Regions from separate parts of the Mus musculus genome. Here regions 1, 2, 3, 4, 6 and 7 are each linked to region 5. A link is a contact called in public promoter capture Hi-C data. All regions are on one chromosome and are shown on one strand. The core of a region is the stretch at or near the end of the contact, and the rest is flanking DNA. Distances in the headings are between cores, read along the strand shown.

Region 1 (3,157 bases), core at 301-2,800, 700 kb after region 5:
CCAAGTGCTGGAATTAAAAGTGTGTACTACCACCTCCTGGACTTTTGGTGCTTTTTAAAAAAAAGGCCAGGAGGTGGTAGTTCATACTTTTAATTTATATGAATGGTGTTTTATATGCATGCCTCCAAGTGTGTCTGTGTGAGAGTGTCAGATTCTCTGGAACTGGAGTTACAACAAGGTGAGAGCTGCCTGATGGCTGCTGGGAAACACATGGCTATTCCTCCCGTTTCTGCCTACCCTCCCCACTTCAGTTCTTTTACAATGCATTTTTAACCTCAGGACCCTCAAAGGTTAAGCAGCACATGTGCAAAATTTAGCCCCTTCGATTTTGGTACAAGAATAACGGTCTACTTCCCAGTTCAACTGATGCTCAGTTTCAGGGGTGGTGGAGTGGGGGCAGAATCTGTTAAGAACACTGTTTCTATAACATGAGAAAATGGGAAACGTGCTCCACTCGGAAGATGCGGGTTTAGTACAGTACATGGCATCATGGAAGGGGGTACCTATGAAAGTGTGGCAGCTTGTCCAATGCTCAGGAGTTCACTAAGACTTGGAAATAGTCTCTGGGGCAAGTCAGGGTCCGGGCGTTCTTTCCCTGGCCCCTTTACCCTATATATAATAGTCACATGACAGTCCCTTACCTGAGCAATAGGAACCGCACACAGTGTCATGCCAAATCCAGTCAACACAGTTTTGTGCCATGGTTTTATCAATTCTGAGAAACAGCGTTTCTTAGAGTTAGCCAAGACAGGAAAACGCTGTCTGTACCTGGAAACATAAGTCAAAATTTAAAAAGCCCAAAATCAATCTGTAAAAGGCTCTGTGGTCTGCAGGAGTTTTGGACCAAGCAGTAAATGAGACTAAATGAGGAAGTGCCCGCAATCTTCTAAGAAAATAAACCACAGGACGGCCAGTTAAGTCTCGGCACTCGGGAGTCAGGGGCATGCGATCTGAGTTCCACGAGCGACAGGTCAATGCGCGTGGAAGCGTCCCGCCAGGCGGAGAAGTTTCAAAGTCGCCGCAGCCGATTAGCAACTTGACGCCAACGTAAAACTCTCCGGAGTGCGCAGGATTCAGCTTTAGACCCCGGGACCTGGGTTCCAGGTGTCGCCAATGGTCGCCTCCAGCAAATCCCGGGAGCGAGCCGCTGTCGCCGGTGGCCGAGTTTACGGGGACCCGTGCTCTCTCTAACAATGCGCTGCCAGCCAACGCCGTGGCCCGGCTGTCCCTCAGTGTCCCTGGGGACCCCCCAAAGCCAGCCCCCGGGATGCGTGGGAGGAGAACCACTTTCAGGCGCCCGTCCCTGATGGAGGACGAGGGACGAAGGCGGGGGCCCGCCTCTAACTTCAGAAGAAGGCGGGACGCGGCAGCACCACGGCCCGGGGCCGACGCACTGGCCGGCACGGCGCTCCCGGTTCCTCTCCGCCGCCGCCCGCCCTCTGCTACCGCGGCCGTACCTGAACAGAGAGCAGACGCTCCGAGTCACCCAACTTCTCAGAGCCGCCATCCCGCGGCGGACCGACGCCGGACGCACGCGCCGGAAGTGACGCAGCATAGCAAGCAGAAGCGCAAGCGAGGCGGGGCCCAAGGAGCCCGGAGCTTCATGGTCACGCCCCCAGAGGAGGACGCGGTTGCGATTGGACAAACGGAGTGGGCGGGGCCGGGACACCAGGAAACCGCTCTAACGGTCGCACCTGGCTTCCAACCGCTCCGACTTCGTCGCCGGTCCCCGCAGGCTCCAGTGCACGGGTGCTGAAGCCGGGTCGCGCGCCGTGACGCGGGCAGCGGGCTGGGGGGCGAGGCGAGGCGGGGCCGCTCCTGGAAAGGGAGACTGTGTGGCCAGGGAGGGGAAGCTCGGAGCCACGGCGAGGCGCGGTGGGGCGGGGCGGAGCAGGGCGGGGCCGGGGCGCTGTCACTTCAGCACCAAGAAGTAGGTGGTCCAGCCGGCCAGCAGGAGCGCCCCGATGAGCACAGTGTAGCTGAGGAGCACGAAGGCGAGCAGCTCCCGCAGCAACTGCAGCACGTGGATGGTGGACGAGGTCTGCATCGCCCTGCAGAGACCGGGAGCCTGAGCACGCACAGGCTGCACGCAATGAACAGTACTCTTCCAAGGCCAAGGAAGCCCAAAGTGCTATTCTCCCCTACACTGAAAGTCTAAAGCAGTAGTTGCCCCCCACTCTCACTGGCACTTGAACTCAGACAAGGGAAGGAGCCTGGTCTTTTCCAGTCCTGACTCTGTATTAGGCTCCAACCGCCCTCTCTTCCCACCATCTCTTGCATTTTTAATGGAGCTGGTGCCGCTAATGGGCTAGTGGAAGACAGTTTTATTTTCCCTTCACTCAAGCCGCAGCCCTGTCTATGGCCCTGTCTCATAGTGGAGGGGAAGCAGCAGGACATTGCTCATTCCCTCCGTCATTCCCCTGGCCTTGTCGATGATAGATTTTAAGGATTTTTTCTTGTGTGTGCCCCCAGTATGCTTGCCTAATAGCCAGTCAGGATTAAAATTGAAGGGTGTCAAGTGATGGGTACTAACTCGATTTCACTCATATCTTTCTTGATATGCTTTATGCATCTGCCCTTAGCTAATTTCACCTCAGATGCTAAGAGTCACAAGCTAGCTCAAATTCATTGCTGCCTTGCCTAGCAGTTACCATCAATGGCAGCCTCTAGTTTCCCACTCTTCCCAATTTACTTACTTGGCAAAGTTTCCACGACTCTTCCACCTCCACAGCTTCCACAGCCGCTCTCAGGTATGGTGAAAGTAGACTTGTACGCACTCCAGAGATCTGGGCAGAGCTGAGAGGTCTTCAGGCAGCTGGAGCACTCAACAACTAGGTGTGGTCTAGCGACCAATTACAATCTCTGTGTGGTTTCTGAGCTCCCAGGGAGCTGCGCACAGGCAATGCCAGACCAGGCGGGGCATTAACAGCCCTGCCCGCCCTCTGCCTGCATTACCTCCACAGCCTACAGGATGAGGCATCAGCAGTTTCCAGGACTTCTGACTCAAATGGGCTGAACAAGTGGTACACTAGGGGGTATTTCAAGCCCCTTCTTGTCTTGCTTGTCTAAATACTACAGACAGGCTGTACTTCCAATACTGCTAATACTGAGAGCAGCCCAGTTAAGTCTGGGATCTGGCAGAACCACTACACATTCA
Region 2 (2,901 bases), core at 401-2,900, 560 kb before region 5:
TACAGATGGCTATGAGCCACCCATGTAGATGCTGGGATTTGAACTCAGGACCTCTGGAAGCGCAGTCAGTGTTCTTAACCACTGAGCCATCTCTCCAGCCCCCTGGGCTGCATCTTAACTGTAATGTTTGGTTTCCTTTTGGGGAAGAGGGGCAATAATCTCAGGCTTCAAACAAAGAATTTTAGCCAAATGCTGACGGGATGTCATAGCATTCTTATTTGTATGAATGAATGGTTTCAAAATTTACAAAAAAAAAAAAACCAAAACAAAAAAACAAGCTCTAGAGATGGGAGGCAGGCTGGGAGGCCCACACCTGGGAATCTCAGCAACTGGGAGGCAGAGTCAGGAAGATGTCAGGTTACAGGCCAGTCTGGGTCACTTAGCAAACCTGTCAGGAACAAAGTTAGGAAAGAAGGCGAAGGCAGGAGACTGGAATGGTTCTAGAACAGGCTGGGGAGATGGCTCAGGAGTTAAAAGCACATACTGCTTGTATACAGGACCTAACTTCTGTTCCCAGGACCCAAGTCAGCCAGCTCTCAAACAAACTCCAGCTCCCCACTTCGGTTCTCCAAGGGCGCCAATATATATCCACCCCATCCTCACAAACATATACAAATATGCACACACAATTTAAAATACTTTTTTAAGATTTAGAAAAAATTCCCCCCGAAAGTGGTATAACGCTCTGGAAAGGCACGAAGGGAAAGGGGAGTTTTATTGATAAATGAAAAATGCTTTCTTAGTCCGAAAGACAAATTAGCTCCTCCTTGACTAGGTCCTCTCTAGCCATGGACAACTGCGCGTACTCACTAAAAGAACGCCATACTCCCTTCACTGGGATGGGTAAAAGGGAGAGAGCAATTAAGTCCACTACCTCATGTGTTTAAATTTACAACCACGAATTGTTGCCAAAGCTTCAAATTCCGAGCGGTAAGTAGATACGGATGAAACAGGTGTGTTTAATAACTCCATTTAGCTGGTAAAAAATGTCTAAAACGCACTTAATCACCCTGAAAATATCTGCTGGGCTCTCAGTAATCTAGACACAACTGGGATGCCCATGTCCGTGTGTCTGCGTGGAGAGGACGAAGATCCACTTAGCACTCTTTCTTCTACCAGTACTGCCTTCAACTCATTCTGTAGGTTTCTATCTAGTACCCCACTGCAGCCGTCTGCAATGATGCGGAAAAGGGAGTAACTGAGCCCCGCCCTCCGCATTTGTGTGCCAGAGATCCGATCTCCCCCTGAGGGTAACGACAGGGAGGCTGAGAAGGGGGTAACTTTGAGCTGGTGTACCCGCTCCAGGGGGGTCACCCCTTTGTACCCACCGTCCGTGACCGGGGTAGGCCTGGGGCCAGAGCGCTCCGGTGCCCTGGGAGTTCCCGGGGTCCTAGGCGACAGGGAGGGCTGCAGAGTGGTGGGGGTGGCCTTGGTGGAATTGAGATCCTCCTTCGTCACTGCTGGGGTGGCCGCAGCCGGGATGGCAATGACCTGGGTGCTCGAAGAGGTGTAGCAGTTTAGGAGCACCAGCAGGAGCGGCGGGAGACCCCGCGACCCCATGGCCTAGCAGAGTAGCCCGCGCCGGGGAGCTAGGCCCGTCTGTTGCCCGGGCAACAGTCACAGCCTAGCGCTAGGTATCACGGGAAAGGGCTCGCGAGGCCAAACTGGTCTGCGGAAGAAGGTGGGGCCTGAAGTCAGACCCGCGAATGGGGCGGGAGCTGGGCGAGGCTATAGGCGGGGCCTGGGCGGAATCGGAGAGGAGGGGCGGGGCCGGTGGGGGCGGGGTATGAGACAGCTCTTTCTAAGGAGCCCTCAGAAAATCGGAAGATGTAAACTTCTGTTGTGACACTTTGGGTGCTGCGTGGTTGTTTTTTTTTTTTTTTTTAAAAATGTAGATTCCCAGCTATAGCCTCACAGAATTCGGAGTCAGTCAAGACTAGGGCAGAGCCTAGAAGAGAGTATTTCTAATAAAAGACCCGCAGCGCATGTTTAGAAGTGACTTGGTTCCTTTAAGTTACATTGAATTTCTTACCCCATGTAACACTTTCTTTACTTTCTTTGCCTTTGGATACATCGCAGGAGGTCGCCAGAGCACTTCTGTCCACGGATTTATTTATGATAAGAGAAACAAAAGAATTCTTAACTTTTTGGTTCTTTTAGACGGGATCTCTCTGTGCCTGACTAATCTCGAACCCAAGGCAGCCCTATGTCAGTGCCTCATGCCAGGCATGCACCACCGCATCCAACCTCCATATCTGCCTTTATGATTATATCATTTGGAATGTTCTTCTCATCGTGTGTGTGTGTGTGTGTGTGTGTGTGTGTGTGTGTGTGTGTGTGTGTTTACTGGTAGGGGGAGGATGGGGGAGGAATTTGAGACAGGGTTTCTCTCTGTAGACCTGACTGTCCCAGAATGCACTCTGTGGACCAGTCTGGCCTCGAACTCGGAGAACCACCTGCCTCTGTCTCTCAGGTATTTTTTAAGGGTTAGTTATGTTTTGTTTTGTTTTGTTTTTTGTATATGGTGTTGTGTCTGTATGTATGTACACCAGCAGAGGGCATCAGATCCCATGAGACAGTCATAGACATGACATGAGCCACCAAGTGGTTGCTGGGAATTGAACTCAGGACCTCTGGAAGAGCAGCCCAAGCTCTTAACCGCTGAGCCATCTCTCCAGCCCTTCCTTAAGTCTTACAGCCCTGTGCTTCAAATCATTCTGTGAAAAGTTCTCAAAATCCTTTTATCCAGTCTCAAGCCTCAATGTAATTTTCTGACATTTGACTTCAAGGTGTAGACTGTTATCTGCTCATACATTTCGAAAGCCTTAGGGGACAGTGGGGACTCATTTGTTAGTTTCTTTCTTTCTTTCTTTCCATCATAATTCACTGAGTCCATCTAGG
Region 3 (3,214 bases), core at 669-3,168, 980 kb before region 5:
CCTCACCCCTGAAGCTAGCAGAGTCTGGATTAGTCTCCACACAAGTGCTGCTCCAGGGAGAAATGAGGACTTGAAAGGAAAGACCTCTCGTTTTAGTTTTAACAGTACTATCTGTCCCATCTCCTCGTGCCAGCAGTTAAAACCCTTCCCGCTCTTGATGACTTTTTCATTGCCTCACAGAAGTGCCCACCCAAAGAGTCACAGCAATGGGACATTCAGCAGCTGACTAGCCTCACAATGTGGGCTGGACCCCCAGAGACCTGCTCTGGAAAGGGTGTGATACAGGCCCAGGCAGCCGGAAGGGGCTCCCAAGCACCTTCAGCTCTATCGCAGAAGTGGGAGAAACCAGATGGTGGCCCAACTAGCCTAGACAGCCTGAGGCACACAAGCTGATGGCACAGCCCAGCTACTCAAAGGAAAGGACCGTCACTTCTCTAAGAACATTTTGAACGATGAGGACCAGGCACTGGGTGACATTTGGTGCCAGAGAGTCAGGAAGGAAGAGGAGCAGCAAATGACCTCAACAAAACAGATAACACCCTTGTCATGACTGCCTGCCCTCCTGATCAAGCCATCCTGTGCTCTGGTGGCCCTCACAAGTTAGGTGTCAACTGAGGGAACCCAGGCCAGGAAGGGGTTTGTCATCTGACCCTGCCCAGGGTCCTTCAGAGTTCCCTGCCCACAGACTCGGGAAACCCCAGAGCAGCTATGCTCAGGAGAGAGCCGAGGACGGTCCCAGGGCCAGGGTCAATAAAACTGGACAGTCTGAAAACCAACGGCCTGTAACTGAGGTCTTCTCCCAACGGCCTGTAACTGAGCCCTTCTCCCAGCCGGACGCAGGTGCCTTCCACACAGCATTCATTAAAACTCCACCTCATTGTAACTGCACCACAAATCTCTTCTCACTCACTGAACAGCGGGGAAACTGAGGTCGCGACCCTCATCTTGGAGAGCAGAGGAGAAAGAACACAAGTTCTGCCTCTAGGACCCTCGGTTTCCTCTCTTGTCACTGCCCAGCCCTTGAGATCCCCAAACCACAGCTGCTGCCGCTGCTGCGGGCCAGCCCCTTCCCAGCTGACCACCCATTGGGACTGCACAAGTTCCAGAATGTATTCACCCCTCCTGGCTCAGATGGCGTTTCCTCCCAGAGGAGGCCTGGGGAACAAGGTTCAGAAAGTGTCCTAAGAGCATAAAACTCTTATAACCTCAACTTCCCCCAGCGGGCCCTGGCCTGTCATGGCCTGTCCCACCCCCTTCCCCCATCTCTGGCTGATTTCACCTTTAGGACTCCGCATATCATCCTTGGTTGATCACCGGGGCACTAGTGACACACGTGTCCCCCCCTCCCACCCTCACCGCCAGCACACCCCCCCCCCCGGCAGGGGCCCAAGCACGCTGTGTGCCGGGACAGCTCTCGGTTCCTCCCGCGGCGCCCCGCCAGGCTCCTCTCCGGAGGCCCCAGCTGAAAGCACTGACCTCCGCGCCCACATCACTGCGGTCTGGGATTGGGGAAGAGAAACAGAATGAGGAAACGCCAGAAAACAGAAGCGGGACCCGGGGACGGCCGCCCGGCCCAGTTCCTCCAACACGCTCGGCGGGCCGCGCTTACCGCGCAAGCTGCGGGTCGGGGCCCGGCCGGCCCATGGCGTCGCACGGCCTCTCGGCGCTCAGGCAGGAAACCCCGGCTCGGAAAACGGCCAGCGCCTCATTTCCGCCGCCAGCTCCTGACAGCAGCCGGGGGACGCGGCCTCGGGCCGTCCCCAGGACGCTGCTGCTGCTGCCGCCGCCGATGTGGACCCCGTGTGGCCCGTGACAGTCTGGGCTGGAGAGCGGCCAGGCGGAGGCGACGGCCCGAGCCCATGCCGCCCCACGCCGTTATGTAAAGAGGAACCAGCCGCGAGCCGCGCGCGGCGGCGGAGGGCGGCCTGGGGGCGTGGCCACAGAGAGCCACGCCCCGGGGCCGCCTGCGGAGGCCGGGGGCGGAGCCTATCCCGGCCCCGCCCTCCTCTCGCGCCTCCGCCCGCTGCCCGGTGGGAGGTAGCATAGCGACAAGCTCCGCCCCCATAAGGCGCGCTCTCTGCACCCAAGTTGCGTCGCGCCCCCTAAAGAAGGGAAAAAAAATAATAATAAAATAAAGAATCTCGAAGGGGAGGAGCGTGCTCGGTCCCGCCCCTCTCGCGCTGGCCAGTCACCGCGTGCCTCGGCAAGGCGGGGCCCCTAGAAGGGGTGGGGCGGGGCTAGGCGCGCGATGGGCGTGGCTGCCCCGACCTTCGGGACCTCCTAGGGGCGCGCCCCTGCGGACTCCCTCCAAGCCCAACCTTATCTGAGCTTGCCCGGCCGGGTCTAGCAACTGCGACCGCGGTTTTCATCACCTCCAGGGGAAGGGGCCAGCCCCACCCTGGCCCCACTATCCATGACTCCGCCGAGCCGTCCTGCCTCCGCGGCGCCATCCATTTGAAGTCCGCTCCCCTCCTAAGGTCCTCGGAGTCCCGGAACGGGCCGAGTAGGCTGTTCTCTACCTGGCCGCCCGGCCGCATTCTCTAGCTTGATGAAACTTTCTCCAAGAGCTCCTTCGCATCCCAGGCAGCCGAGCCCTTTGAACGTCCACGCCTGCGCGCCCCTTAGCCCTTTACCTTTTCTCTATCGCCACATTGGCTAACAGTGGGGTGCCCCTGTTCTGAAGTGGAGTCACTCACTGCACGCCAGTCTTCCCCGCGACTCTACGGAGGGAGGGGAAAGAGGAATGCCTGTCCCCTCCCCCTCCCCCAACAGGAAGCAGGCCGCCCACGCCCCCAGCTTGGAGGGGCCACTGCAAGCCTTCCCAGACGACAGGCTCCCACGAGCCGCTGGCTCCCTGGAGCCTTCCCCTTGCTGCGTGGGACCAAATATTTGACCCCCTCCAACTCAGTTTTTTCATCTATGAAATGGAAATAACACGTGTCTCCAGCCCACTCAGGGACTGGAAGAAGTGAGTTGCTCACATTAGAGCAGCCTAACCAACCGGGCTGAATTCAGTCCCCGGGCCTGCTGTTGGAGCCCGAAGAAGGGACTCCCCCGTAGGTGGGGATTTCCACTACAATCGGACGGCAGCAAGCTGGAGCCTGGTAGCAAAATGGCTTGGAAGAAGCCCCCACCCACCCACCCCCAAAAAACGAGCCAAGGCAATGTCTTAGGCACTATAAGGTGTTTGTGGACATCAGTTAGTGATTCCCTC
Region 4 (3,014 bases), core at 26-2,525, 570 kb after region 5:
GATTTCACAGGTGTAGCTTCCTTGTCATATACAGAAGACACCCTGATCTTTTCCCCTCTTATAATCTCTCGTGGTGGTTACAAGGCCAGCCTTGTCTACATAAGGACTACATGTAGAGATTCTGTCTCCAAACAAAATCTTTTATTTATTTATTTTTACCTTTATTTATCGTGAGAAGCGCAGATGCCACAGTGGGGTTGGGGTGGTCAGAGATTAAGTTGTTGGGAGTCTTCTATCTTGTGGGTCCCACGGGTTGGAATGAAGGTCAGACTTAACAGCAAGTGCTTTTATTTACCTACTGAACCATCTCACTGGATTTCCTAAAATATAAAATAAAATAAAAGTGTCTTTGAGACAGGGTATCATGCAGTTCAAACTAACCTAGAATTTGGGGAACTTCTGATCCTCCCACCTCTGCTCCCCTCCTGTTAGGATTGCAGGCACGCGCATGTGTTACCATGACTGGCTCATTGCTATTTTTAGGTTGACACAACTTTCTGAGACCTAGGAATTGCAGTAAAGACAACTAGGCTCCAAACTTCCCCTTTGGAATTTGGCTTCTGGGCCAAACTTCCAAACAATAGCGACAGTATTTTGATTTGTGGCTGAAGTTGTTGGGTCTGGAGGCAGACAGCTAGGCTCCTGCAGAACTCTACTACTGTTTAAGAGCGGTGATGCCCAGGAGCCATGCCTTAACCCGGGAGAGTCAGTTTCTGCCCCTAAGGATGTGATGATTCTGTGAGCCTTGCTCTTGGGTCTTGTTGGAACCTTAGGCACACCCCTTAGAGTGTAGGTAACTCAATCTTCTCATCAACAAAATGGGGACGGTAGACAAAATCAGGAAGGCTTTTGAGGACTCAGTTCCGGGTATGGAGGGAGAAAGCTGGCCTAATGTGGGGGAAGGAGCTCCACCCCTACCCACCACGTGGAGTGCCCTCCTTGCCCGCAGTGAGGCCGCAGGGCTATTCCCAAGCTCCGGGCGTGGCGGAGGCGGGGCAGGGGCTGGAGCCAGACTAGTTGAACAGACAGCCAATGCCGCCCTGAGCCCAGGCTCCCCGAGAGGCGCGGCCTGGCTTTCTCGTCTCTCTACTCCAGGGCCAGCCGGAGGGGAAAGAGGACAGCCAGGGGCCGGGCGTGGAGGCGTGGCCTCCGGCTTTTTTTTTTTTTTGTCCGCCCGGAGAAGAAAAGCTTCCTCCTGCACCTTTAAGAGGCAGAGGCGAGCATCCGATTGGCCAAGACGACAGTGACGTTACGAGGAGGCCCGCGCCCTCCCCCTCAGGCCGCGCGTTCCCGGGCAGTCTGCGCGAGGGCCGGGCCGGGTCGGGCCGGCGGCCCCCTCCGTTCCCCGTGCTTCTCCGCTTTACGTCGCCCCGGCTCCCGGGGGATGCCCCGGACCAGGTTCTCCTCATGGCTGCCGACGTTTTCATGTGTTCGCCGCGCCGGCCCCGCAGTCGGGGCCGTTCGGTGCTGCTCAAGCCTCAGGTGCCCGAGGACGACGACGACTCGGACACAGACGAGCCGTCTCCGCCGCCCCCCTCCGGCGTGGCCACTTCAGCCCGGGCCCACGCGAGCGCCGCGCCGCTGCCGCCTCGGGCCGGCCCGGGCCGCGAGGAGCCTCCGCGCCGACAGCAGATCATCCACAGCGGCCACTTCATGGTGTCCTCTCCGCACCGCGAGCACCCGCCCAAGAAGGGCTATGATTTCGACACGGTCAACAAGCAGACGTGCCAGACCTATAGCTTCGGCAAGACCAGCTCCTGCCACTTGTCCATCGATGCGTCGCTCACCAAGCTCTTCGAGTGCATGACCCTGGCCTACAGGTAGGGGACCCGGTGACGCCCCCACCCGACTCCCAGACCTGGCCGAGCCCCATCTTCACCCCGGTCTCTCTTGAACAAAAACCCAGCTTGGACCTTTGGCTTCACACTGTCCCTTTGGAAATTCCTTCTAGGACGATTTGTGAGTCTGGGGTCTCCACCATGGAGAGAGGCGCCAGGGTTCCGGCCTTGTAGCCCTGTCAGCCGGTCGTTCCTGGGTTCTTCCGGCTTCGTGTTCCCCATCCAGGCCCTCCCCTCCTCCAATGCCCGTGGTCACCGGTTTTAGACAAGAGTTAGGTGTAGCTACAGGCTGTGTGTTGTTGTTTTCCTCCTTTTCTTTTGGCTCTGTGGACCCCTTCCTTCTATTGCTTTGTGTGTTTACAGCAACACCCAACGGTTAAGATCACCTGTCCAGGGTGGCTAGGGCGCTGGCTGCACTATCTTAATGATTGTGTAACGCCTTGGAGCCTGTTTCCTTGTCTATAAAGGGGGGCGGGGTGGGGGGTGACAGTAGTGTTGACCTCTAGGGGGCTGCTTCAGGGAAGGGTTGAGATAGGCCGAGTGGGTTTTTAGGTGCTGCTTAAATGTGAGTTACTTTTCCTGATTGTCCATGCATCTGGAGCCTGGGTTCTCTTACATCTCCTTTACAGGGAAATTCTGAGGCAGGACCCTTTGCACACAGTGGACTTGTGGAGTTTATTTTCCTGGGAAGTTGGAATTTGTTTTTGTTTTGTTTTGTTTGTTTGTTTCCTTTTTGAGCCAGGGTCTTTTGAGCAGATGCTGGCTGGCCTTGAACTCCTCCTGACTGCCCTGCCTCCGCTTCCCAAATTCTGTGATCACAAACATATGCCTCTCATGCCCACATCTGGCTAGAGGGTTTTCTGACTGACCCTAAAAACTTATGTGTGAGATGTCAGTAGGGCTGACATCCCAGACACTGCCCTGAAACGGGGAATTCAGCTTTGGACAGAGATCTCTTTTGAACGTCATAGAAATGCCTTTCCTTGGAGGGCTAGCCTTTCTTTCTACCCTCTTACTCTTCCCCAGTATGTCTTCTAGGCAGGCATTTTAGGCAAGTTTTCTGCCTCAGCCAGAGACCTTCTCTGAACTGCTAGTGATTAGAGCAGCCCATATGGGTGGTAGCTTCAAGCAGGACCCACACTGACTGGGCTTGCTTTAGCAACTATACTGGCTTTG
Region 5 (3,187 bases), core at 620-3,119:
CTGGGCATGGAACCCAGGCCTTGTGCACAAGAGGCAAGCACGTTACCAACAGAGCCACGCCCCTATCATCTTAGACTTAACTGCTCCCCACTCCTTGGTAATCTTCACCCAGCCCTTTGCAGAGAGAAAGTTCACCTGATCTGCACTGAATTTGCCAGCTGAGGACACGATTCTTCAATTAGCTTGTACAGCTTTGACAGTGTAATATCTGGGCCCTGTGTAAAGGAGAAAATAAGGTTAGAGATAACGGGCAAAGAGCTTCGGACTGAGAAACGACTGAAAAGAGTCATTTATCAATCATTCCAAACGAGACACATGGAATCAGGATTTTCCTGACTATGCAAAATACGAAGACATACTTCACATTTGTAGATTGGTTTTAGTCAATGGAATAATCTATTAAAAAAAAAAGGAGAAAGAAAAATGAACAGGATTTATAGGATAAGGCTCTCTTTCCTTTGTTACTCTTAACAGGCAACGCTGAGCCCGTCTCCATCAGTTAAATGGACTTAATAATCACTATCTCCTTTGTCTGTGGAAAAGTTAAGTGGGAGACTGTGAAAGGCTTTGCACACCGGGAAGCACTATACAAAGGTGGGTGCTCTAGTTCTCCTGAGTATAAACACATTTCATCGTTTTCTGAACTGGGGAAGGAAGGCTAACCCAGAAGCAGAGCCTTCTCTAGACAAGGTTTAAAATTACTCACTGGGGCCATTTTTAGAAAGTCAGTGTTTACACCACTCTAGATGTAGGTAACCCAACTCGACTTCTTGGGAAATTGTATTTGACATATACTATTTTAAGATTGCCTGTATGGCTGGGTATACAGCTCTAATCTCAGCACTCAGGAGACAAAGGCAGGGGGATCTCTTGAGTTGGAGGCCACCCTGGTCTACAGAGCGAGTTCCAAGACATCCAGGGCAACACAAAGAAACCCTGTCTTGAAAAACAAACCACGGGTTGGTGAGATGGCTCAGCGGTTAAGAGCACTGACTGCTCTTCTGAAGGTCCTGAGTTCAAATCCCAGCAACCACATGGTGACTCACAACCATCTGTAATGAAATCTGACCCCCTCTTCTGGGGTGTCTGAAGACAACTACAGTGTACTTACATATAATAAATAAACAAGTTAGAAAAAAAGAAAAACAAACCACTACAAAGTGAGTTCCAGGACAGAGAAACCCTGTCTCGAAAAACCAAAAAAAACCCAAAAACAAACAAAAAAAGACAAACAAACCAAACTAAAAGAACCTATATGTTAAAACAAAAACAAAAAAAAAAACCCTCAAAACTTATCATTTATAGGAAAAGAGTTAAACCATGCCGGTTAGCTTAGGATGAAATATCATGCAGTTGCTAGTGTTCTTTTTCAGTGACAAGATGAAGCCCCGCCCCCAGGGCCCCTCCCCCGGGGCTGGACCTTCCCTGCCCTCCAGCTCAGGGCGGGGCCCACGCGAAGCGCGCGCGCGCGTGCGGTAATGGGCGGGAAAGAGCGGGCGCCCCTCACCTGCAGCAGGGGCAGGAGCAGCTGGTTGAGCTTCCGCCGCTCCACGAGGCTGACGGCGCCCTCGCCCGTGCGGCCCATCTCGTTGAGCAGCACCAGGACGGCGATCTTATAGGGCGTCACCCAGTCCTTGATGCCAAACAAGTTGGCGTGCACTACCCCGTTGGTCATCATCGGGCTGAAGTCCTGGCTCTTCGTGGACGCCGGCAAGGACAGGCCCTCTCCAGGCCTGCCACGCGCCGCGCCCACGAGCCGCCTTTACGCCATGGCTGCAGCCGCCCGGCACCTTAACCCGCCCAAGACTGTTTCCCACAGTAGCGGGGGCCTCAGTGTCCCTCTCCCACCCCGGCGGTGCCTTCGACCAATCAAAGACCAGAAGGAAGACTGACAGCCAATCAAAACAGCCAAACCTGTAGTGAGCGGGGGTAGGGGAGGGGGTGGGACATAAATGGTGTTATGGCAAATCGGTTCCCTACAGAAACGCTCAACCAAGGCGACCAGGTTCCTAGTCGACGTGGACAGGGATCTGGGAGGAAGACGCAGGGATTTTGATCAGAGACAGCGTGAACTACAGGCCACGCGTGTATTTATTTAATTTGATCTTCCTTCTCGCCCCCATTTAATTGCATCTTTGCCTCTAGCGGTACACGAAATTGAACAAGACACCTCGCCTGTATATGTGTATACCAGGGAAGCTCTCTTAACAAAGACCTTCAGCTGAAGCGATGCTCCTCCCCTTTTGGAGAAAAAAAAAAAAAAACTTACTAAGTAGCATAAACTGGCCTTGAACTCGCGACAATAGCTGAGATGATTTGAATGATCTACCCTGCCCAAAAGACATTTTTAAATCATTGTATTTAAAAGCAATGGGATTAAATTGGCATGTTTAAATTATATTTGCATACTAGATGTGATAGCTCCCTGCCTCTTACTCCAGCAACCTGGAGGCACAGGCAGTGGCAAGCACATCTCCATAAATTCGAGGCCAACCTGGTCTATAAAGCCAGTTCCAGGCCAGCTAGGTCTGCATAGTTAAGAAGACCCTGCCTCAAAAAACTTTTTTTTCGCTAGGCAATGATGGCACACGACTTTAATCCCAGAACGTGGGAGGCAGAGACAGACAGATTTCTTTTCTGAGTTCAAGGCCAGCTTGGTCTACAGAGTGAGTTCCAGGACAGCCAGGGCTACACAGAGAAACCCTGTCTAGAAAAACAAAAACAAAAAGCATTTTTTTCACTCATATTAAATTTTTTTGATACAAGGTGTCACCATGCAGCCCTTTGTAGAACCTGCCTCTGCCTCCCTACTAGCAGTAGGGAGCCACCATGCCTGTCCTTATTCTCCTTTTGTAAGGACAAGAGCCCATGTTTTTCTTCAACATCTCACAAATGCCATTTGTAGGCAGCTACGTGTCAGTTTGCAAGTGCGATACCCATAGTGAAACAAAAGGTAAGACCACCTTCTTGTGAATGGATATCTGTATCCCACCTAAGTCACTACAAAGTCCAACATCAGGTAAATGAAGCTCTTAAAACCAACCCCCGGTCTACAGTATTTTCAGTCTGACTTTTCACAATGCCCCTTCTACTTATCTGTATTTCTCAAGACACTTAGTTCTCTAGAGCTTAAAGTATTATTATCAGGGCTGAAGAAACAGCCCGGTTGTTAAGAGCACTAGAGCAC
Region 6 (2,864 bases), core at 351-2,850, 750 kb after region 5:
CCATTACCCGCACTAGGCTAGATTAATTATTAATTCTTGGATAAATCGCATATGCATATTACCTTTAGTAGTGAGTACTGTGCGATCAGTCCAAATGGTCCTGTTAAGTACTCATCCCACACTATTGCCTGTAAGAGGGGAGAAGCACTCAGAAATTCCACCACCAGCAACAGAAAAGGCAGTTATAACCAGTAAGAATATAATTTTATAAGGTTTAATATTTTCCCTGCCCCACCCCCACTTTAATTATGTCTAGTTGTATGTGTCTGTGCCTGGGTATGTGCAGGTGGGTGCGGTTCCCCTCAGAGGCCAGATCCATCAAATTTCCAAGGATCTGGGGTTACAAGTGGTTGTCTGTAGGTGCCAGCAACTGATCTGGGCTCCTCTGGAAGAGCTACACTCCCTCTTCACCTCTAAGCCACCTTTCCAGAATATTCTTCTAAAAGTTAGAGTTAGGATTTTTAAAGGCTCTGGTCACATTATAGCCTAAGGGTCGAAAAGAACCTTCCACAAAGGGGGAAATTTCATGATACTGGCATCAAAGATCCCTGCTTCCTCCAGGAGAAACACTTTGTAAACCTGGTCCACACAATCTATTATATCTGATTTCGACATCATTTTCAGTTTAATACTGCCCCCTGTGATTTAATAATCTGCCTTTTTGACTCAATGACTTAGTTGGAGCTATGTTTACAAAACTGATTCTTTTTGGGTGGGTGGGGGTAGGGAGTGTTCTTGGTTTTTTCAAGACAGGGTTTCTCTGTGTAGCCCTGGCTGTCCTGGAACTCACTCTGTAGACCAGGCTGGCCTCGAACTCAGAGATCCGTCTGCCTCTGCTTCCCAAGTGCTGGGGCTAAAGGCGTGCGCCACCACTGCCGGGCCCAAAACTGATTCTTTGAGCATCTGTTTTGTTTTTTTCTTCAGATTAGAACTTCCCATTCCCTGTAGAGGGATGGGGTATGATTAATAAATCTCAGAATAGAGGGAAAAAATGCTTAAAAGAAAACCTCACAGCATGGCTCATGCCTGTAGTGCCAGAGGCGAGAGAAAGGAGGAGTGCCGGCAGGAACAGTCTATATAGCCAGGAATAGGCTCAAAAATAAAATGGAGAGCCGATCCCAGCACTCAGAGGCAGTGACAGGTGGATCTCAGTGAGTTCGAGGGCTACACAGCGTTACCCTGTCTCAAACACTGAGAGGAAAACAGGAAGAAAGGAAATTCTATGAAGTCCCCGATCTAGACAAAAAACGATCCATGTTGAAGTTACGAAGTGACAGCTTGTCTTTCACAAGCTGTGTGCCGAGGGCTGTGGGCGTGCGTGCTTCCAGGCTGGAAAGGACAACTGTCTCGCAGGTCGGGGAGCTCCCGGCCAGGGGCTGTCACTGAGCGGGCGACCTGATCGCCCCCACGGCCTCGCACAGTCCCGCCCGGCCAAGCTTGGTGGCGCCGGGGCCCTGTCCCTCACCTTGCTCCCAGCGCACTTGTCCAGGAACTCGCGCAGCTCCCGACGCACCGCCTCGCGCAGCACGTTCAGGTTCACTCGCCCGTACGACAGGTGCGCCGCCATCTTGCCCGGGCACCCGCATTTCCCCAGACGCCGCCTGCGTCACGTGACGGGACGTTCACGTGATCCGAGTCGCTGAGGCACATTGAACGCGAAAGGCGGAGTCCTGCTGACAGTGATGCTCCTTCAAGGTCCTAGTGCGCATGCGAGGAGGAGTCCCCTCCCCGCCCCTTTCTAAAGTATTTCCCTACCATGCCTAAGAATGGTGAGCAGTGAAAATTGACTTTGTTTGTTTGTTTTCGAGACAGGGTTTCTCTGTGTAGCCCTGGCTGTCCTGGAACTCACTCTGTAGAACAGGCTGGCCTCGAACTCAGAAATCCGCCTGCCTCTGCCTCCTAAGTGCTGGGATTAAAGACGTGAGCCACCATCCCCAGGTCTTAAGGATGGAATTTAGATGTTATTTGTCGCGTTTAAAAGCACCATCCTTGTGTCTTCACAGCTAGAATACTGGTGTAAAATGGCGATCGAGGCCAAACTACAAAATGCACCTTACTACACCCAGTAAGTGGTTCAATCGCAGAGCAAGCTTATCTCTCCAAGTTCAAGGCCAGCCTGGTAAACATAGCGAGCTCCAGGACAACCAGGGCTACACAGTGAGACCTGTCTCCACATAAACAAACAATAAATGGACTGGAGAGATGGTTCACCAGTTAAGAGCACCTGCTGCTCTCCCATAGACCAGGTTCCCAGGATCCACAGTATAGCTCGTGACCATCTGTAACTCCGGTTCCAGGGTGTTGTGTTTTATAAAACAAGAAAAGGAAGCCAGGGATATGCTTGATAGAGTGAGGTATGGTGAGGTGGAAGGTGGTGCCTCTGCGAGCTTATGCTGAGACATCCCTTCCCCATGAGGTAACAGCCATATGACGGATATAGTATGGAATAGAGTTTATTTAGGGCATGGGGAGATGGGGAGGGGAGTTGAGGAAGGAGGTGGGGAGGGGAGAGGAGGGAAAGGGGAAGGGAAAGAGAGAGGGGGAGAGGGAGAAAATAGAGGCGTAGAGGCCGGCCAGGAACACGTGGAGACAGACAGGAAAGGGGAAAGGAGAGAGAAGGGAGAGGGAAGAGAGAAGGTAAGAGAGTGGGGGGGGGGGGGCCGCAAGCAGCCTCTTTTATATTGAGTCAGGCACACATGGCTGTTGCCAGGTAACTGCGCAGCAGAGCCTGGAAGAAATGCTAACACGGGATCTAGTGCCCCTTTCTCACCTAGGAGAGCAAGGCACACAGCACTGATAGATACTTTCAGGCAAACACAGTTTAAAAAATAAGAGAGAGAGATGGCTTAGTGGGAACACGCTGT
Region 7 (2,986 bases), core at 157-2,656, 540 kb before region 5:
CCTGAGTTCAAATCCCAGCAACCACATGGTAGCTCACAACCATCCATAATGAGATCTGACGCCCTCTTCTGGTGTGTCTGAAGACAGTTACAGTGTACTTAGATATAATAATAAATAAATCTTAAAAAAAAAAAAAAAGAACAGTAATGACGATGATGATGATAAAGAGTCTTTGCTGTTACTCAACTGAAATAATTTCTTAGGGAAATAACTTACAATTGTTAATATTTGGGGAAGGCTGTTTGATCTTTGTTCAAATAGGCCAAGAGTTTTAGAAAAAATAAAATAGAAAGTGCCCCCTCTCTTCTTTATCTCCCTCTCTCTTCTTTCTTTCTTTCTCTCTCTTTCTCTCTCTCTTTCTTTCTTTCTTTCTTTCTTTCTTTCTTTCTTTCTTTCTTTCTTTCTTTCTTTCTTTCTTTTTTGAGACAGGGTGTCTATGTAACCTTAACTGACCTGTAACTCACTATGTAGATCAGGCTGGCCTCATGTTCACAGATCTGCCTACCTCTGCCTCCTAACTGCCAGGGATTAGAGCTATAGGCCATCATGCCTGACCCCTTCTTTCTGCCAAGGGATGACCCTCTTGAAAAGAGAAGGCAGCTGTGGCTGGAGAAAGAGGCCTCATCTTGGCAGTTCTCTCAGCCCTCCACAGTTTCTGAAGGCCTCCAAATCAGAGGCAGGAAAAAGACCTGCTTGGCCAGGTTGACTGTCAAACTTAGGATCTAGGGTACTAGATCTGGGGCTTTCAAGACACAGGAATAATGGAAATGTTAGGATTGCCGTTTCTCACCCAGTATACTAGATGGTGTAGAATCCCAATCTTGGTTTCTTACAGTTATGTAAAGGAATATATATAGAGAGAGGGTGTGTGTATGTGGTGTGTATGGAAGAAACTGTTAAACAAGATATAGTGGCACATAATTTGTAATCCTTGAACTTGAGAAGCTGTAGGCAAGATCAGAAGGAATCCAAGGCCAACCTTGGTGACAGAGCGAGTCTGAGGTCAGCCTGTGCTTGATGAAACTCTATCTCAAAAAAATCAGAAGAGGGAAAAAAAAAGGTGGTGAGAGAGAAAAAAAATCAAAACAGGACACCCATTCTAATTCCCCCCCAAAAAAAACCCCCAACAACCCAGTCTACCGGTCATTCTCAATAATTTACAGTCCTCTGGTAAATCTAACTCCTGGATCACAGGTAGCCAAGACCAAAGCGACTATAACTCTTAACTACGACTTCCAGGAGACACTGCGCCCACACCCTTTGCGCACGCTCGATTCCGGTGACTACATAGGGCTGCGAGTCCGAGGGGGCGGGGCTTGGACCTGAGCCGCGGAGAGGGGGCGGGGCCGGGGCGGGGTCGGAGAGGGGGCGGCGCTGCCGGCGCGGCCCGGAACACGCTAGTGGAGCGGAAGATGGCGGCGGCGGCGGCGGCTGCAGCCGGGACCCCAGTGTGGTTGAGGCGGAGGAGCCGCCGGCTCTGACCTCGCTCTGGCTCCAGTGCGTGCGGTAGAGCGTGTGCGAGGCCCCGTGCGGCGGGCAGGGGCGGCAGTGGCCAGTGCGCGCCGCCCTGAGGAACGCCCCGGCGGCGCGGCTGCGGCGGAGGAGAGAGCCGGCTCCGGGCCTCGGCGTCCTCCGGCGCCCCGGGCCCCGCGCCTCCTCGGGGGGGCGGCGGCGGCGATGTTCTCGGTCTTGTCGTATGGACGCCTGGTGGCCCGTGCCGTGCTCGGCGGCCTGTCGCAGACCGACCCCAGGGCGGGCGGCGGCGGCGGCGGCGGTGGTGGCAGCAGCGGCGACTACGGGTTGGTGACGGCGGGCTGCGGCTTCGGCAAGGACTTCCGTAAGGGCCTGCTCAAGAAGGGCGCGTGCTACGGGGACGACGCGTGTTTCGTGGCCCGCCACCGCTCGGCCGACGTCCTGGGTGAGTCCCCCGGCCCCAAGTCGGCCTCCTGGGGACTCCGGAGTGCGAGTCTTCCCTGCTTCCTCCGCTGAGCGCAGCGCAGCGCCTTGCCGAGCGCCCCGAGATGCGTTTTCTGCCTCACGATCCCTCCCTCCCCATCCCCACACTTTAGAAATGGGGAAACTGAGGGACAGAGCGGTGGAGCCACGTGCCCAAGGTCACCGCCTTGGGAATGTGTCCAGTCCGTCCCGGTGCAGAACCGCGCACTCTTCTTAGTCACAGCCCCCACGCGACCTCGTCCTCCTCGTTCGGCGACACCTGCAGGCTGCTAACCTCGCTTTGCCTCACTCCCTCCTCCCTCTTGGCGCCCCGGGAATCCCTGCTTCTTGGCGAGCTCCTGACGCCACGGCCCGGTCCCAGCTGCGGGATCCGGGAGCAGACCCGAAGACAGACGGCGGGGAGCCCACAGCCCCCCGTCGTGGGTTCTTCCCGCTGCCTGGACCGTCCTCGGATTGCCATCCTTTTCGGGAAGGGCCGTGGGGTTGTGGGTGGACTGCTGGCCTGGTTAGAAATTCTAGCAGTGCTTTCTCCCTAACCCAGCTTGTCTACTTGAGGTCACTTGGGGGTGGCAGAAAGGTCTCCTTGACCCAAAATAGAATGGCTGGACCTGCTTGTAGGCTGCAGCCAAAAAGGCTGTGAGACTCGGTCACAGCTTTTTAGGCCACAGGTGCTTCCTAAGATCTATCCCAGTTACTAGAGGAGAGAGAGAGAGAGAGAGGAGAGAGAGAGAAAGAGAGAGAGAGAGAGAGAGAGAGAGAGAGAGCTGTCCAAAGGCCTAAACAAATGCACAAGCTGTCAGAAACTTTACCTAGGGTATGCCCTTGGAGAGTTCCCTGTATGCCACTAAAGGTCTTTCAGTTCGGGAAGCTCTTCTTTTGATATTGAAGGACAGACTGTCATTGGCGCCTAGGTTCAAATGTCACGTTGGTTTCACTTCTCCAGTGACATTGAGTTTATGGTTACTTAAAAGCTTCATAGGCTTAGACAAAATATGGCATCGGAGCAAATAATAGTTTTTGTGACAGTAAT

The links. Promoter capture Hi-C pulls out the DNA fragments that hold promoters and counts their contacts. Capture Hi-C pulls out chosen DNA fragments and counts their contacts.
Region 1: a promoter capture Hi-C map of liver shows a contact between it and region 5, with 2.4 times the contacts expected there. The contact joins the promoter of Diablo here to the promoter of Anapc5 in region 5. A contact is called at or near these places in 1 of 39 promoter capture datasets (liver), 2 of 115 datasets of contacts at active chromatin or transcription factors (astrocytes and memory CD8 T cells) and 1 of 9 other capture datasets (liver).
Region 2: a contact with region 5 is called in a promoter capture Hi-C map of hematopoietic stem and progenitor cells, with 2.8 times the contacts expected there. The contact joins the promoter of Tctn1 here to the promoter of Anapc5 in region 5. A contact is called at or near these places in 3 of 39 promoter capture datasets (the HPC-7 cell line, hematopoietic stem and progenitor cells and liver).
Region 3: a promoter capture Hi-C map of pre-B cells shows a contact between it and region 5, with 3 times the contacts expected there. The contact joins the promoter of Sh2b3 here to the promoter of Anapc5 in region 5. A contact is called at or near these places in 1 of 39 promoter capture datasets (pre-B cells) and 1 of 115 datasets of contacts at active chromatin or transcription factors (astrocytes).
Region 4: a contact with region 5 is called in a promoter capture Hi-C map of pre-B cells, with 2.6 times the contacts expected there. The contact joins the promoter of Mlxip here to the promoter of Anapc5 in region 5. A contact is called at or near these places in 1 of 39 promoter capture datasets (pre-B cells) and 1 of 115 datasets of contacts at active chromatin or transcription factors (memory CD8 T cells).
Region 6: a contact with region 5 is called in a promoter capture Hi-C map of pre-B cells, with 3 times the contacts expected there. The contact joins the promoter of Vps33a here to the promoter of Anapc5 in region 5. A contact is called at or near these places in 1 of 39 promoter capture datasets (pre-B cells), 1 of 115 datasets of contacts at active chromatin or transcription factors (effector CD8 T cells) and 1 of 9 other capture datasets (pancreatic islet).
Region 7: a contact with region 5 is called in a promoter capture Hi-C map of pre-B cells, with 2.5 times the contacts expected there. The contact joins the promoter of Pptc7 here to the promoter of Anapc5 in region 5. A contact is called at or near these places in 2 of 39 promoter capture datasets (liver and pre-B cells) and 1 of 115 datasets of contacts at active chromatin or transcription factors (effector CD8 T cells).

Annotation. Positions count from the first base shown.
Region 1 is chr5:123,522,614-123,525,770 of GRCm38.p6, forward strand. Diablo (diablo, IAP-binding mitochondrial protein) reads right to left here and starts at 1,551. Exons shown (of 6, transcript NM_023232.3): 1 at 1,458-1,551; 2 at 642-768. The coding sequence starts at 1,507. It overlaps Mir7647 (microRNA 7647), which reads right to left and starts at 82; the gene lies at 24-82.
Region 2 is chr5:122,262,810-122,265,710 of GRCm38.p6, forward strand. Tctn1 (tectonic family member 1) reads right to left here and starts at 1,651. Exons shown (of 14, transcript NM_001039153.3): 1 at 1,329-1,651. The coding sequence starts at 1,560.
Region 3 is chr5:121,834,941-121,838,154 of GRCm38.p6, forward strand. Sh2b3 (SH2B adaptor protein 3) reads right to left here and starts at 1,919. Exons shown (of 8, transcript NM_008507.4): 1 at 1,610-1,919.
Region 4 is chr5:123,393,523-123,396,536 of GRCm38.p6, forward strand. Mlxip (MLX interacting protein) reads left to right here and starts at 1,276. Exons shown (of 17, transcript NM_133917.3): 1 at 1,276-1,820. The coding sequence starts at 1,408.
Region 5 is chr5:122,819,473-122,822,659 of GRCm38.p6, forward strand. It overlaps Anapc5 (anaphase-promoting complex subunit 5), which reads right to left and starts at 1,870. Exons shown (of 17, transcript NM_021505.3): 1 at 1,508-1,870; 2 at 136-215. The coding sequence starts at 1,678.
Region 6 is chr5:123,571,415-123,574,278 of GRCm38.p6, forward strand. Vps33a (VPS33A CORVET/HOPS core subunit) reads right to left here and starts at 1,601. Exons shown (of 13, transcript NM_029929.3): 1 at 1,466-1,601; 2 at 63-128. The coding sequence starts at 1,567.
Region 7 is chr5:122,282,992-122,285,977 of GRCm38.p6, forward strand. It overlaps Pptc7 (PTC7 protein phosphatase homolog), which reads left to right and starts at 1,407. Exons shown (of 6, transcript NM_177242.4): 1 at 1,407-1,918. The coding sequence starts at 1,678.